Linked DNA regions of Sus scrofa: region 2 is linked to region 1. A link is a contact called in public HiChIP or PLAC-seq data. All regions are on one chromosome and are shown on one strand. The core of a region is the stretch at or near the end of the contact, and the rest is flanking DNA. Distances in the headings are between cores, read along the strand shown. Region 1 overlaps ZDHHC19 (probable palmitoyltransferase ZDHHC19). Region 2 overlaps MUC4 (mucin 4, cell surface associated).

What was found. HiChIP or PLAC-seq counts read pairs in DNA pulled down with a chosen protein or histone mark.
Region 2: an H3K27ac HiChIP or PLAC-seq map of skeletal muscle shows a contact between it and region 1, with 6 times the contacts expected there. The contact joins two enhancer-like sites. A contact is called at or near these places in 2 of 47 Hi-C or Micro-C datasets (both in embryonic fibroblasts) and 1 of 2 datasets of contacts at active chromatin or transcription factors (skeletal muscle).

Annotation. Positions count from the first base shown.
Region 1 is chr13:133,884,387-133,892,196 of Sscrofa11.1, reverse strand. ZDHHC19 (probable palmitoyltransferase ZDHHC19) reads right to left here. Exons shown (of 7, transcript XM_021070166.1): 6 at 6,943-7,028; 7 at 5,995-6,619. The coding sequence ends at 6,316. Among named protein-coding and RNA genes, the nearest start is that of ZDHHC19, 15 kb to the right of the region's middle. Within about 2 kb of position 2,111, at least 26 of the 83 cell types and tissues checked have an H3K27ac peak or open chromatin away from gene starts, as enhancers often do. A contact at or near this core is called in skeletal muscle, where this site is marked.
Region 2 is chr13:134,222,744-134,230,440 of Sscrofa11.1, reverse strand. It overlaps MUC4 (mucin 4, cell surface associated), which reads right to left. Exons shown (of 25, transcript NM_001206344.1): 4 at 7,429-7,562; 5 at 6,390-6,551; 6 at 5,490-5,645; 7 at 4,183-4,313; 8 at 2,551-2,639; 9 at 916-1,095; 10 at 608-733. Among named protein-coding and RNA genes, the nearest start is that of MUC4, 34 kb to the right of the region's middle. Within about 2 kb of position 1,755, at least 12 of the 83 cell types and tissues checked have an H3K27ac peak or open chromatin away from gene starts, as enhancers often do. A contact at or near this core is called in skeletal muscle, where this site is marked.

The DNA.
Region 1 (7,810 bases), core at 862-3,361:
GGGCTGAGGAACAGATATCTGGGAACTCCTGGGCAGGGTCTTTCCCAGCCCAGGCGGCCAAGGGTCCTGCCCAGGGGTCGGTACTCTTGTTTGATGACCTAATGTCCCCTCTGCTACTACAGGACAGACGAGGTTCAGGCAAAGGACGCTAATGATTCATCAAATAAGCCCTGCCTGGGGCCCGGTCTACCTCAGGGCTTGCGTCCAGACCAGGGACCCTCCCCTTTCGCCACTAAGAAATGGACTCCCAGGAGGGCAGGGCAGGAATAGCCCTGAGGACCCTCTGGAAAACTTGGTCGTTGCAGAGAGGGAGATGAAGGCTGGAGGGCTGTCTAAGGGCACGTCCACAAAAGTAAGAGCAGCACCTTCCCCGCAAACCATTTTGAAGATTAAATGAGATAAGACAAGGGATTTCCTGTTGTGGCAAAATGGAATCGGCAGCGTTTCTGGAGCACCGGGACGCAGGTTCGATCCCTGGCCCGGCACAGTGGGTTAAGAATCCGGCATTGCTGCAGCTGCAGCATAGGTCGCAACCGTGTATCAGATCTGATCCCTGTCCAGGAACTCCGTATGCCAAGGGCGCAGCCCCCCACCCTCAAATAAGTATAAATGAGATAATAAAAGCCCAGCACTTAGCCCACAGTTAGCATTCAAACCAGTCCTGGTATTGTCATCACTTTTGTGATTTTGCCCACGGAAGCCAAGTTCCCAGGCCTCCAGGAGAAGAAAGAGTGCACTCCCTGCTCCAGCCCAGGCCTCCGATCCACCTGGCGCCTCACCGTGGGGTGGAAAGGGCCGAGAAGCAGGAGGCTGAGGACCCAGCCTGCCTGGCCTCTCCTTGGCTACCTGACCCTGGAGACAAGCCCAGCCGAACCTCTCCCCCAGCATCTGTGCCTTGATGCTCTTCTCACTGAGAAATAAGCTAGATATTCAGTGTGGGAATTTCCAATTTCAGCAGCAAAACTGTCCCGACCCGAAGCAGCTGGGGAAAAGCGTGTGCCTGGCGCAGAGGGGGAAGCCCCGGTCAGAGACAGACAAAGGCAGCCTGTGCCAGCCCTGCCTCTGTCCTGGCCCAGAGTTCTAGAAGGTTCCATGCCCAGGCCCAAGGGCTTCCAAGAATCACAGTTGAAAGTTATTACTTGAAAGCTGTCAGACAGTCTACTTGGTGTTCCTGGAAGCTGTGGTCCGGGGAAGGTGATGAGGGATGGGCCGAGAGGGCCGGGGCGAGTGAGCAAAGCAGAGCATGGAAGACGCTGCAATGAGGAAGAAGAGGCGGAGGAACAAGCGAGAGGGGAGACCGAGAGGAAAGGGGGGAGCAGGTGAGGCAGAGACAGCCGCAGACAGACGGGGACACACAGGGAGGCCACAGAGAGAGGATGGCTCCAAGCAAGGCCAGTTCACAGGGCTCAGATGATCACAGCTTTGGCTACTTTTAGCCTGGGACACTGCCAGGCCTAGAAACAGACGCGACAAGGTGCTTTCTTAACAGGAAACTCCCTCACCCGCGTGGGAGGGCAGAGCCGTTGGGTGGTTATCTTGCTGCTCCCTTGAACAGGCTCAGCCCTCACCCCCAGGCCCCCTCGCCTGGGGGACACAGACTTGCTTGCGTCTCTGTGAAACTCCACTGCTCAGGGCCCCTCCGAAGACGCACCCTGCCCCTTGGCTGCCCAGCCACCAGGAAACCCCAAAACGCAGGAGTGGGACTGCTGTGGCCACAGTGACTGGCACCCCGAAGGCCCCAGCAGGTCCCAGAGTTCGGGCCCTGGCATCCCCGGGATCCTCTTATGGGGACAAATGCAACCCTTGGTTAAGCACCTGCCACGTGCCAGCACTGGGCCAAGCTCTCCACGTGCGCTGCATAACAAATCCTCAGAAGGGCACAAGGAGAAGTGACGATTTGTCTCACTGGACAGCAGGAACCCAGGCAGGCAGGCTGGCTGCAGAGCCCACCACCACCCTCAGCTGAAATCGTCTGTAAATGCCTAAGAAGCCCAGTGTCATGACAACGGTTAAAGTTTTGGCTCTGTCGCCTAGAAGCAGGGTGACCTCGGGCAAGCGGCTTGTTTTCTCAGTTCTGGTTTCCTCATCTCTAAGACGAGAATAACAACTTCAGTGGGGGGGGGGGTTATTGTGAGGATTAAAGGAGATTGTGTGACCCATAGAGCCCAGGCCCCACTGGGTGGGGCTCAGTAAAGGTTCATTACCCGGGATGGGCCTGCAAACCTTCAGCCTGGCCCCTTCCCTCCACCGCGCTCTGGGTGCAGGAACTAGCGGCAGATGTGGGCATCGCTGGAGCATCACTTGGGTGCTGGGTGCTGTGCCCACATGCCCAGGAGAGTCAGCCAAGGTGGGGCCTGTGCTCTGGGAGGTGTTAGCATTCTGGCCCCTGGTCCCATGCTGCAGCTACCTCCTCTGCCCTATCTGCCCCTGCCTTGCCCCATCCTCGAGCCACTGGCAGGGCCCCCTTGGGTGGGGCGGGCAGGGCAGGGCAGGGCTGAGCACAAGGCAGCAGGGCGGCATTATCGCTCCCAGCAGAGCTGGAGTCAGAGTTAAGCCTGTCTTTTTATCATGTCCCCAGGCCTGTGCTGACATGCATGGCCTGGCTCTGTGGGGGTGGGTGGGGGGCCCTATGGTGGTTGCCCAAGGCCTTCCTCCTCTGAAATGGTTCCCAGAGCAGGAATGGGAGAGGAAAGCTGGCTTGGACACCGTGTCATCCTAGGCAATCCCTTCCCTCTCTTGAGAAAAATCTATAAATTGAGGGTGGAGGGGCAGCTGAATAAGGTGGCCTCTAAGGCGCTTCCAGCTCTAAAGAGTTAGGATGCTGTGGCCACCTGTAAGCTAGCCATGTGGCCACCTGTGAGCTAGCCATGATGGTCAACCTGTTTACAGACGAGGGACCTGCGGCCAAGCAAAGGGAAGAGACTCGAGCCCACAGCACACTAGCTCATAGCAGAGCTGAGTGACACCCAGGCCACCTGACTCCCAGCCCAATGCTCTTCCCACCCTACACATCCCGACCTTCTAGAAGGAAAGGTCTGGAGAGGATGGGGTGGGGGTGGGGCTGCCTCCTCCAGGCTCCCTCTCCTTCCATCAGGTTCCAGGAATGGGCTGCGGCTGAGGTCCAGACATGTGGGCACCTGGGAGCCCTGGAGGGTTTGGGGTCACTCCTTGGCTCCTGTCCAAGGGACAGCAGGGCTTCCAGAGTGTGTGGAGAGCTGGCCCCATTTTCAGGCCTTGATAACAGCCCTTCCCATATCAGGGGACCAAGGACTGGGAGGGGTGTGCCTGGGAATCAAGGGCAGGTTGGGCCGAAATGAGGAGGCAGAAAGGGAAGTAGGGGAGTGCCCATTGTGGTGCAGCAGAAATGAATCCAACTAGGATCCCTGAAGATGTGGTTCTGATCCCTGACCTCACTCAGTGGGTTGGGGGTCCCGCATTGCTGTGGCTGTAGTGTAGGCTGGCAGCTGCAGCTCTGATTCAACACCTCGCCTGGGAACTTGCATATGCTGCAAGTGCAGCCCTAAAAAGCAAAAAAAAAAAAAAAAAAAAGGGAAGGTGGTGGGAGGCCTCCAGCCTGGCAGGAAAGAGTCTCTGAGGGGTGCCCAAGGCTTTGGTGAGAGAGTGTTGAGGGGAATCAAAGCAAGAGCCAGGTCCCACCTACCCCTTGAAGAGCAGAGCAGCCTGAACCAAGAGGCTTTCCTAAAGAAACTCTAGAAATCTCAGGCTGGGAAGAACCTGAGAGACCCAGAACCTACATGCCAGAGCAGGGGCTGGGGAGGGGTGGGGTTGGATCGGGGGAGAGCATCGCCATTTCTGAGAAGCCAGGGAAAGGCAAGGCTGCTTCCACTTGGCTTGTAAACTTGGGCCCTACGGATTTTAAATGTGGCCATGGAATCGATCTACGACCAAGCCAGAACTGGGCTGCCTGTAGTATGCCTGCCCCCCTCCCAGAACCCAGGGTGAATCCTGAGAAAGCTGAGAAAAGGCTTGAACCCCAAGGGGGCTTGTTATGGGGGAAGATGCTGGGACTCAGAAAGAATTGGAGCCCCTGTGTTGAACGAGGCTGGCCAGGAGCCCAAGAGCCAGAGCCAGAGCCAGAGAGGTGGGTGAGGCTGGGCCTGAGGCTGCCACAGACAGGGTGAGAGGAAGAGGGAAGGATGGCCTCAAAGGGGACTCAACGTAGAAAGGACCGGAGCCATGTCCCCGGCTGGGCTGACACCTCGGGCAGATGAGCTCCTGTGCCCCCCCACCACTCTGCACACCAGCAGGGGATGTCCTTCCCTCTCCCCTTCACCACGCCCACTTCATCTGGATACAAGGGGGGTGGGAAGCAGTGGGGTCAGTGCCAGCCCTCACTTCCTAAGGCAGCAGTTCTGGAACTTCGGGGTGGCAGGACCCCAGGGGGCACTTAATAGTTCAGATGCAGATTCCTGCCCTCCCCTCAGCCCGAGATTCTGGGCCGCAGTCTGGGGCCCAAGTGATTCTAAGGTGGTCCTTGGAGGGATGCTGGGTTGAGGTGGGGAAAATAATCACAGTCATAGTGGCTGCATCCACTGTGTCCCTGGTGTTTTATATGAACCACCTCATTTCATCCTCAGGCAGCTTCCTGGGAGGTGCCATTATTTCCATTCCCAGGGTCACACGCTGGTCACTAGAGGAGTCACAGTTTCACTTGGTTCCTTCCCAATACCTGCACCCCAACACACACACACACAAACACACACACGCACGGTCCTGCAGAGTCACACCAGCTGGGACACACACACACGGTCCTGCAGAGTCTCTCTCTCACACACACACACACAGAGTCCTGCAGGGTCACACCGGCTGGGACCCACCCCAGGGACAGGACCAGAAGGAGCATCTGACTCCCCCACGGGGGTGGGCGGTGGGCGTGCCCAGGGTGAGACCACTTGCAGGGAAGATGCAGAGTTAAGACTGTAAGAGAAAGATGTGCAGTAATTAAACATTTCGTTTAAAGTTAAAAAAAATGGCTGTGATGGAGAACACTCTCGCCACCTCCACCTCCCAGGATGAAGCTGGGGAGGGCCCAGAACCAGGCTGAGGGCCACGCCCAACCGACCCAGGGGCTCCAGCGCCCACAGCAGGACGAGGCTAGGCTTGGTGAATTCCCAGGCAGCGGGCGCCCCCTGCAGCCAGACACGGGTGCGGCGAGGTGGAGGCCGGGACTTTCTGGCGGCTGACAACCTGCAGCCGCTCAGAGCCCGCCTCGTCCACACTCCCTGGCACCCAGGACAGACAGCACAGCAGGGCAGTTTAGGGGGGCAGGCAAAGACTATTTAATGGGCTTCGGGAAGTGTGGAGGGCGAGGTCTCAGCACTCCCGCCAGGGGAGTGGCAAGGGCAGGCCATAGAGGTCTCTACGAAGGGCTCAGGAGGGGAGGTTCGGGTTCAGGGGCTCCTGGCATCACCCCGTGCGAAAGGGCGAGAGGTGGACGGAGCCTCGTCTGGAGGCCTCCCTCAGCAGGGGCAGCACCGGGCCTGCGTGGAACTAAACAGAGTGGGGGCGTGGGGGCTCTCCCCAAACACCGCCCAGCAGCCCACCCACTGGGGAGCAAGAAACTGTCCAAGCGGTCACCCCCCAACAGGCAGAGCAGAAGGAATGGGCTGGCCTCCTGGGAGGTCCATGCAGGGGCCCTGGGGTGGGGGTGGAGGGCTGTGGGTTACCCACCCCCATTTCATTCCTAATGCTCCGCCTCCATATGGTTCCTAGACAGCTTCAGAGCAAAAGTTGCCTTTAAATAAAGGAATCCACGAGTTCCCGTCGTGGCGCAGTGGTTAACGAATCTGACTAGGAACCATGAGGTTGCAGGTTCGATCCCTGCCCTTGCTCAGCGGGTTAACGATCCGGTGTTGCTGTGAGCTGTGGTGTAGGTTGCAGGCGGCTAGGATCCTGCGTTGCTATGGCTCTGGCATAGGCCAGTGGCTACAGCTCCGATTCGACCCCTAGCCTGGGAACCTCCATATGCCGAGGGAGCGGCCCAAAGAAATGGCAAAAAGACAAAAAAATTAAAAAAATAAAGGAATCCAACCTGTCGTCCCTCCCCACCCCCTGCAATTATAAATCCCGGACTAGACTCAGTCCTCATAAACAGCAGAGGAAACTGAGGCCCAGAAAGGGTGAGTGACTGGCCCAAGGCCACCCAGTGAGTGAGTGGTTTGGCCTTTGTCCTTTGGGTCTCCAGGGACTCCTGGTCTTTTCTGGAGGCCTGGGACTCTACTGCCAGCGCTCCTTCCACCTACAATCCCCCTCCCTCTGGCTCGGAGTCCTCCAGCTTCAGGGCCAGCCCAGTGTTCATTGGAGGTCTTCCCCCAATGCCTGTACAATCCGAAGGCACGGTCTCCAAACACACACAAGCACACTTGCACACGCACACACACACACACACCTCACCTCCTGCAGGGCTGCGGCCTCACCACTCCCGGGGGCACCCTTCCCTGGTTTGTAGAGACCCAGAGATTGGGGCTGGGGGCTAGACTCAGGCCCAGGGAGGGCTGGGAGACTGAGCGCCGAGGGGGACGTCGGGAAGTGCGGGTTCTGGGTGGGCACCTGGTCAGGCCCCACCACTCTCTGCAGCCAGACGGCTTCGGCCATGTACCTGGGGAGCAACAAGCAGGATGCCAGGGGTCATGGCCCTCCTGACCTGGCCCCCTCAGCCTAGAGAGCACACGGCCCAGGGGCTGGCCCGGCTGCGAGCTGAGCCCAGTTTTCGCAGTGCCCGTCCATGGAGACAAGGGATCTATTTCTCAGGGCAAGAACCCACAGAGACAAGGAAGGAGAAGCTCCACAAAGCCCTGAAGAAAACCCCCAAAGAACCCAAGGAGCTGGGAGTTGTGCTAAGGGGCCAGGGAGATGACCCAACTCCACTCCACCCCACCAGCCCCAGGGGCCAGCACTCAGGCCTCTGGTCTGCCAACTCACTTGGGTCCCAGCGGTGCACAGATTGTTAAATACCAGTTGCTGGCACAGCCGTAGTCGAAGGGGTTGTATCCCTGCAGGTATCGGCACTGGAGGGGGGGTGAGGACCAGAAGAGGAGCTCAGATCCAGCAGAGGGCTGTGCAGGCCACCCCCACAGGCCCTCCCTGAGCTGGCCAGCTCAGTCTAGGGCTGCACCTAGCGTCCAAGGACAGAGAAGCCAAGGCCTCCCCCAGCCCACTTCTGAGGTCCCTCCCCCATCAGCCAGTAGCCCCTCCCCTAGTCTCCTCCCTCTCTTACTCCACCGGAGGCCACAGCCTCCTGCTGCCTCCTTCCAAATATACTTTCAGATCTTCCAACCTAAGTTGCTCCAAAGACAGTTCCACCCCTGCTCCCTCAACTTCTCTACTTTCCCACATCTCACTTTTTCTAGAATTGTACCTTCACTGAATTTTAATATCTAGAAAGGCAGTTGCATGGGGCCCAATCATACTTCCATGACCAAAATCCCTTGGCCCTGGAAATCTGGCCCGAGTTTCCTGAGCCGCTAATTCTTCACCAATGTCAAGGTCAAGTCCTTCCCTGGACACTCTTGCTCATGTTCTCCTCCCCGCTTCCTTCTACTCATCAGCCATGCCCCCCACCTCCTCCCTGGCACAGGCTGAGTCTCACTGCACCTTCCAGAGCCTTAGCTCCAAAATGTCTGTCATGGCCTAAAGTGGCCCAGGTGCCCCTCTGCCCACCACTAGCTCCCCTGTGTCCCTTTCCCCTGTCACAGAGATCATGATCTTTGCCACTCTTCTCCACCTAAAGGAACCAGGACTCCATGCAGGGCAGCTGACCTCTGGGGGAGCAAAAGTCCAGATTCTGGGA
Region 2 (7,697 bases), core at 506-3,005, 340 kb before region 1:
AGGCCAGGATTGAACCTGTGTCCTCATGGATACTAGTCAGGTTCATTACCACTGAACCACAGTGGGAACTCCCAGGGCCCTTCCTTTCTTGAAGGGTGGGGTGCTGAGTCTCAAAGTGCTGTGGGAGCAGGAGGGCATGGCTGGTGGTGTGGGGACTAAGGAGGCTGTGATTACAAGGAGGAGGTGAGAAGGACACGCATGACCCTGGCCCCCCAACGCTGTCCTCTCTAGCTGCTTTGGAGGGTCTCTGCAGGAGGCAACTCCAAGTCTTCCCCTGCACAGCTGCTAATCTGGGTTCCGATGGACAGGGCCAGACCAGGCCCCTTTCTTCCCTAGAAGATGCCCGACTCTGGGCTGGGGCTTTTGGCGAAGTGGAGATGGGACAAGAGGGACTCCATCATAAATCCCTAGGGTGTCAGCTGGAAGGGATGTTGGAAATTTCCTCATGTTACCAGATCAGGAAATTGAAGGCCAGAGGGGGAAGGTAGCTGGGAGGAAATGGGACAAGAGCCTTCCTTCTGTGGGTCTCACTGCTGGCTGGTCTCTGACAGGGAAGAACAGAAAGCTCCAGAAAAGCTGGGCTCAAGTTCTCTGTGGACACACATACCAAACTGCCAAGGACTCTGCAATCTCCAGCCTTCAAGAAGCTCTCCCCAGGGCCCGTAGCTGCAGCACACACTCCCACGCCAGGAGGAGAAGCTGCACAGCTGCCTGTTGACGATGCCCCACCAGCCTGCAACAAGCCAGACACACTCAGGCCCAGGATGCCTTTGGTGTGTGCATCAACGGTAGGGGGTGCTTCTGGGGAGGAACTGAGGGTGCCCTGGAAGAGACGGGTCAGGCAAGGCCAAAGGGAGGGTGGGCAGGCTTGTGAGGGACAGTGGGGCACCACAGGAGACAGGAAGGAGGTGTCACCTATGTTGATGGGCTGAAATCTTAAGTCCCATAGTCCCTGCTGCCAGGAGCAGGGGCAGGAGACCTGGTTCCAGCCCCAGCCGGACCAGTGAGACTGTCTCTTCAACCACCGCAGGCACCAGAGACGATAGTTGGGCTTGTCTTCCTTGTGTAGCTTATAGATCTGCAGCCCCCGGAGGCCTGGGGAGCAGAGGAAAAGGGGGTGATCTCAGGGCCTGGGCCACAGGCTCTGCTTTAGTTTTGGGAACAAACAAAACTCATAAATGCACCCTCTGTATGTCACTCCCCCTGCCCTGGACAGCTCTTCTAGGAATGGACCCAGTCAGACTGGCAGTAGTGCCTCCCCAAAGGCCCTTTGATGTGACATCCAAAACCTCAAGAGTTTGGATCTTACAGCGAAACCTTGAGACAAGTGCTGGGCAGGAGGGCCTCACCTGTAATCCAACTCAGAGCCAAACCCTGAGTGTGGGCTCCAGAGTCCAGTAAAATACAATAGGATATAATGTATTTGATTTTGACCCTGACCCCGTGTAAAAGAAAGTATCAAGCTAACTACAGTTTTGATGAGGTTTGGAAAAGAGTAATCATTGTTTATGATCATCTGTGCATTGTCTCCACTGTGGCCTGGTATCAGGGGAAACACACCAGATACTCTCCCCCAACACACACACACACACACACACACACACACACACTCCTATTGCATCCCCACGTCACAAGCAGATGCATCTGGATAGAGGGGCCTTACATGCACGCTCATGCACACACACACACACACACACACACACACACACACACACACACAAACACACTATCCTATTGCGCCCCCTACATCACAAACTGGATAGAAGGGCCCTAGTCTAATAGGACAGCTTTCTCCACAAGATGGCACCCATGATTTGACTTAACTTCTGTTTATCAGAAGTTGTTGCCACAGAGCAATCAGAACTGGATTAATGCTTCATACTTTACATGGCAGATTTTTAATGCCAGAATATCCTTTGTTCTGTCACATTTGGAAACTGAAATTTCTTTTCTTTAGGGGTCACCGGACAGTAATCAAATCATGGAGGAGGCCCGTGGGGCCTAGAGTACTGGCCTTCTTACCAGAGGGGGAGCTCTTTGACAGCAAACATAGTCTTTTTCATTTCTCATACTTCTGGCTCTTAGCACAGTGTCCTACACCCAGCAGGTACTCAATAAACGAAGACTGAATAGATGTCAGATCCCCTGGAGCTCCTCTTGGTAGATTCCATTGAAGAATGAAGTCTCATTACTGTTCTGGGACAGGACACTTGGAGAATTGTCCTAGCTGCCCATTCATTCCTCACCTCCTGCCATGCCCCTGTCCTCACTTCCAGGATCAGGGCCCCCACTCATAGCTCTCCTGTGTTTGGCTCCGCCCAGGGAGGAGAAGCAGCCTCAAATGACTTTGTGCTGTGTGAGGGCACGGGAGGTAACCACTCCCTGGGCAGTGCCACATCTGGATTGCACCATGGGAAGTCAGTTGTGCTGGAAACACCCTTTGGGATGGTGGAGATGCAAGGGAGCTGCCCTCTGGGACTGTCATGGCACATGGAGGGGAGGACAGAAGGGGACTTGGGTCCCTCAAGTGTGATAAGGTGGTGCTTTTACCTGATGTGGGATCCAGGAACTGGTCTGGACGATACTTCTCCCACACTGGCTGCAATGTCAGTTGGCTGTTTTTGAAATACCCATCTCCACTGTAGGCAAAAGGAAGAATCTTCAGCCACTGTCACACAGTTTTTCCTCTCAGTCAGCAAGTTACTCATTCATACAGCTGGTCAGTCAGCTGGTCACCCACTCAGTCCAGCCAGTCATTAGTTATCAGCTGTTCAGTCGTTTCGTCAGCCAGCCAGAATCATAGACCCGGTGCCAAGCAGGAGTGGGGAAGGGAGGCTTGGGGCAGGAATAGGAGACTCTAATTGATTCCACATCTGATGGTGAACTGTAGGAAACGGGTCATGAGACAGGGGTGTGAGAACAACAGGTCAGGCCCCCTTCCTGTTAGTTTCCCTTCAACTAGGAATTGGAGAAGGGGTGCTGCAGGGCACAGCTGGCTGTGAGGGTTAAAAGCCAGTCTCTCGGTCATGGATTCAACCCCCAGTTCCACTACTTAGTAGCTTGGTGATCATGGGCAAGTTAATTTAACCTCTTTGATTCTTAGTTTTCACCTCTGTGTCAAAGGGGTGACAGTATTGTGAAGATTCAAAGCAGTAACACTGGTAAATCCCTCAGCACTGAGTGAGGACCAGGCAATGGGTGTGCCCCACCCCCACCCCTGGAAGGAAGGAGCAAAGCCCACAGCCTCAGGGTGCACGCCTCAGAGCAGCCACTCCTGATCTTTTCTCCTCTCTGACACAGGACAGATGACGCACTTGGGTGTGACACCTTCCGTGGGTGCACTCAGAATGGTGTGAAATTCCTAGCTGGTCGGATAATTCTACTTCTTTTTCCTTCAGGGCTCATCACTAAGCAAGTGAAAGCAATGTAATTACAGGCGCAATCCTGAATACACTCTAAGAGAAAAACATTTGTAGCAATTAGCAGTAACAAATTACATGCGACCTTCACAGCCAGTGGCGCACATGGCAAGGTTGAGAACTGTTGTGTCAGAGACTGAGCCACCTCCTCCCTTGGGAACCCACGTCCCCATCCATCTCTCTGTTCTCCATCTTTGCCACTGACAGACGCTGCTGGTGCCTTGGGTGAGAGGTTAATTTCCAGCCAATCGAAAGTCAGGAAGGCAGATTTCAACCTTATATTTGGGTTCAGCTTCCCACTTTGCCACATCCCAGCTCTGTGACTTTGGGCAATGACTTATCTATTTGTACCTCAGTTTCTGTATCTGTAGAATGGGTAATAAAATAGATCTCCTTCATGGGGTTGTTGTAATATACAAAATAATGCATACTGAGTGCTGGTATAATAAATGTTGGCTGTTATTGTTAAGCTCTGAAAAGTCAAGTGAGGTCAGCTACTGTCAGTGGAAGTCCTAGAAGTCAAGGCTCTGGGGATTATTATCACATGCACGGAGACCTTGATAGGAAAGAGAACGGCAGAGTGAATAGGGGTCTTTTAATTTGAAACAGCAAGAAGTGGGAACTGGAGTCAGCGTGAATCAGAAGCATGGGCAGGGAGGATTTTGGCGTATCCTTGGGGAATGGAGTTCGTGTGCAGCTGCAAGCCCTGCTTTGCACCGCCTCCTGCTGTCTACTCAATGCAGACAGCCCCACTCTGTCCTACCTGGAGAAGCCCATGACGACGGGGTTGCCTAGGTGTTGGGTCACATCCCACTGCATGCCACCGCTTTGGTAGAGAAACAAGGCGTAGGACCTGCTCCCATCCGTGGAAAGGATGGCCTGGTAGGTGTTGGTCTGGGGATTGGTTGGAGACAAGCATAGGGATGCCCGTGAGAGATCTGGTATGTCCCATTACCTGTCACACAGCCTGGGCATGACACCCATATCACTGTTTCCTGGCCTACCCAGAGCTAAGGTGTGGGCTTAAAATATGGGCAAATTTGGAATTATGCAGAGATTTCACTCTGACTGTCCAAGCACCTGCCATGGTGGATTTGCCTTCTTTGGGACTTCTTCCCCAGGAAGGGAGCCAAAGGACTCTAGGCCAGAATTCAGTGAGAAGAGGGTTTGTATGAGAAAGCTTCAGCAACCTGAGTGATCAGCGGACGTTGGAGAGCTGGGGGAGGCCTAAGGAACTTCCTCAGGGATATTTAAGGATATTGTCCAAATGTCCCCTCCACCTGGATGACGTGGAGGACCACACAGGTGAGAGTGGAGGTTCTCTGAAGGCCGGGGCCAGCACTGTGCTTGTGCAAAGTAGGTAAGCAATGAGCTTGTTGAGCCAATGAAGAAATGAGTGACTTTAGACCAGACACAAGGAAGAACTTTGTGACTATCAGGGTGGTGAGGCCCCAGATAGGGGGGGACATGTGGTGTGCCTGCTTCCAGTGGATGCGTTTTGGTCAAGAGCTGGAGTGCAGAGTCAGAAAAACCTCTGTTTCAGGCCTGGCTTTGTCATTTGCTAGCTGGGTGACCTTGAAGCAAGTCACTTAACTTTTCTAACCATCATCTTCCTCATTTCGTTCTTTTAAAAAAATATGTATTTTGACTACCTGATTCACAGTTATATTTTCTGGCTATTTTCTTTCTATTTCTATTTATTTATTTAGGTTGTACCCTTGGCATTCAGAAAGTTGTCAGACCAGGGATCGAACCTGTGCCACGGCAGCAACCAGAGCCACAGCAGTGACAATGCCAGATCCTTAACCTGCTGAGCCACCAGGGCACTCCTCGTTTCTAATATGTGGATAAAAATATTAGGTTGAGCCATATAGAATTGCCAATTGCCAGCCATTTTTGACTTATGGACATTCCACGTTCTATGTTTCAACCTCCTAATACCCAGTGCTCTGGGCTAGTGTGAGGTTCTGTAAGAGTCCGAAAGGATTTTAGAAGAGTGGCCCCTGCCTAGGATTCTAGGATGTCTGACTTCCAGATGGTTCCCAGGGAGCTGCCCACTGGTCCACTCACCCTGAGGGTCTTCTGGGCAGGATAGGCAGGGGCGTGGACCCACGTGACCTTTAGTGTCCACCTGGCTTTGTAGTTCCAGGTGTTTGTTAACATTTTAATCCAATACTCCACCTCCCACACTAGCTGGTTGTATTCATCATAGAGCGTCTCATACTCCTAGAAAAGAAGGCAGATTCAGACAAGAAACAAGGATCCCAGCTCAACACTCCTGGGCGACCCCCCACTTTCTGCATGGTGATCCTGCTCATTTGAGTCTGCCCATATCTTCCATCCTCCCCCGTCCCAGGCCCACATTTTCACAGTTAGCACCTCTGACCTTAAGATCAAATCAGGTTCGGGCTGCAGGGAAACCTGGGGTATGTGGAGTGGAGAGTCGAGGCCAGTAACTTCTGGACTTGAACTTGTGCCTCGCTTAGCGCAGACTGGCTTGGATTGTGCAGCCACCTGTGCCCATCTGTACCACCCTGTATCCCACTGGAGGCTCTTTGAGGACAGGCACATGTTTCTCCATCTTTGGACCTTCTACAGTGCCTGGTCCTTGGCAGGGGCACGACGTACCTTTGCCTGTGGTAGCTTTCATTACACAATAGCTCCCACTGAATGGAATCATCAGCCCAGTGCAGGGGCCTTGCTTAACTCAGCCTTGTTAGGAGGGACCTTGCTACAACCTCATCCTAAAATCAAACGATGGATCCCCAATCCCCATCCCTGGCACCTTCAGTCTTCCCATGATTTTGTCCTCATCTGCTTCCTCCTCATCCTCACATTTAAGTTTTAGTCCCTGCCCACACTGAGCCTAGGCTCTGACAGCAGTAACACTTGCAAGGCCCTCCACACAGCCCTCTGTCTGTCCTTGCTGGCTGCTGGAGGACCCTGAATGCTGAGCTTTGAAAGGCCCACCTGGTAAAACGTGGTTCCTTGCCTGGAGAAATCAGCATCATCCCAGAATGGAGCCACCAGGGCCACAGGGTCCTGGCCTGTAAAGCCTCTGAGGGGAGGGTTGGAGTAGGAGAAAATCTGGTACTCTGACTCTGGGAAAATGATTTGGCCGTTATCTGTGAACTGAACACAAAAGTTCTCCTGGTTAGCATTCAGGGTGGGAGGTGGGGAAGGAGCCTCGGCTTGGGGCCAGCTCCTGGACTGATGCAAGACCCTGAAGGGCCCTGCTGGGTAGAACCAGAGAGATGCCAACAACCTCTGGAAGGTCTCATCCATCTCCCTGCATGCTGGGACAGCCTCTGTATATAGTTCTCACACAAATACTCTTCACCCTCAGCACATTTTTTTTATGTCCTGAGTCTTTCCTAAGGTGGTAGTTTTGTCCTGTCTCAGTGGCACCCGTCTAGAGACCAGCCCATCCCAGAGCAGAGTAAAGCCTCTCAGCCCACCCTGAAGCTTGTGCCACATCAATTAGGGCTAAAGGATACCCTGACCCCATTGCTGAGTCACCCTTTTGTAGTGTGTCCTGACCAGCCCTCTCGAGGGCCACGACTGCTGTTCTGCTCTCCCCCCAGAGACATGGGCTACTTGGACTAGGGAACCAGGAAACAATGAGAGACCGTGTGAACAGCATCATACAGGTTTCCCCAGCAGAGCTTCCTACTTGTAAAAAAGGACCCATGAAAACAGTGGAGAGCTTACTGGGCCCCAGGACCTCTCTACTGAGGTGGCCACACTTCTGTCCACGTGGGTAAGGGGCCTCGCCTAGCTCCCTGTCTTCCTCGGCTGGTGCCCATCGTTAAAGATGGTGCAAACTGAGGCAGCAACTGGGGCACAGCAGGTGCCTGACAAGCGTTGCTTCCGTTCTCCCTGTCAATCACAGTCACAGTTATGGCCATGATCACAGGGCCATCTCTGAGCCCTGGAGGGAGAAGAAAGGCCTGAGGAATGCAGGTCATGCCCCCCGCCCCCCGCCTTCGGGCTGCAGCCAAGGACTCACGTAGAGGCAATCCCGGAGAGAGGAACCGAGGGGGAAGCCAATCTGGGGCTTGAAGAGTGGCGAGGTTAAGTCCACCGTCCTTCTCACAAACTGCCAGTCTCCAGCCTGCGGCCCGTAGGGGAAGAGGGGAACGCCTGGGCCAGTACAAAGAGAAGCAGGAAGTTCTCATGGGCCCTGATGTCATTAGGGCTGGCAGGGGTCCCGCAAGAGTGTCCCCAAGCTGCTCCTCCACCCTTGGACCTGTTCGCTTAAGCAAGAGCCGTCAAGGA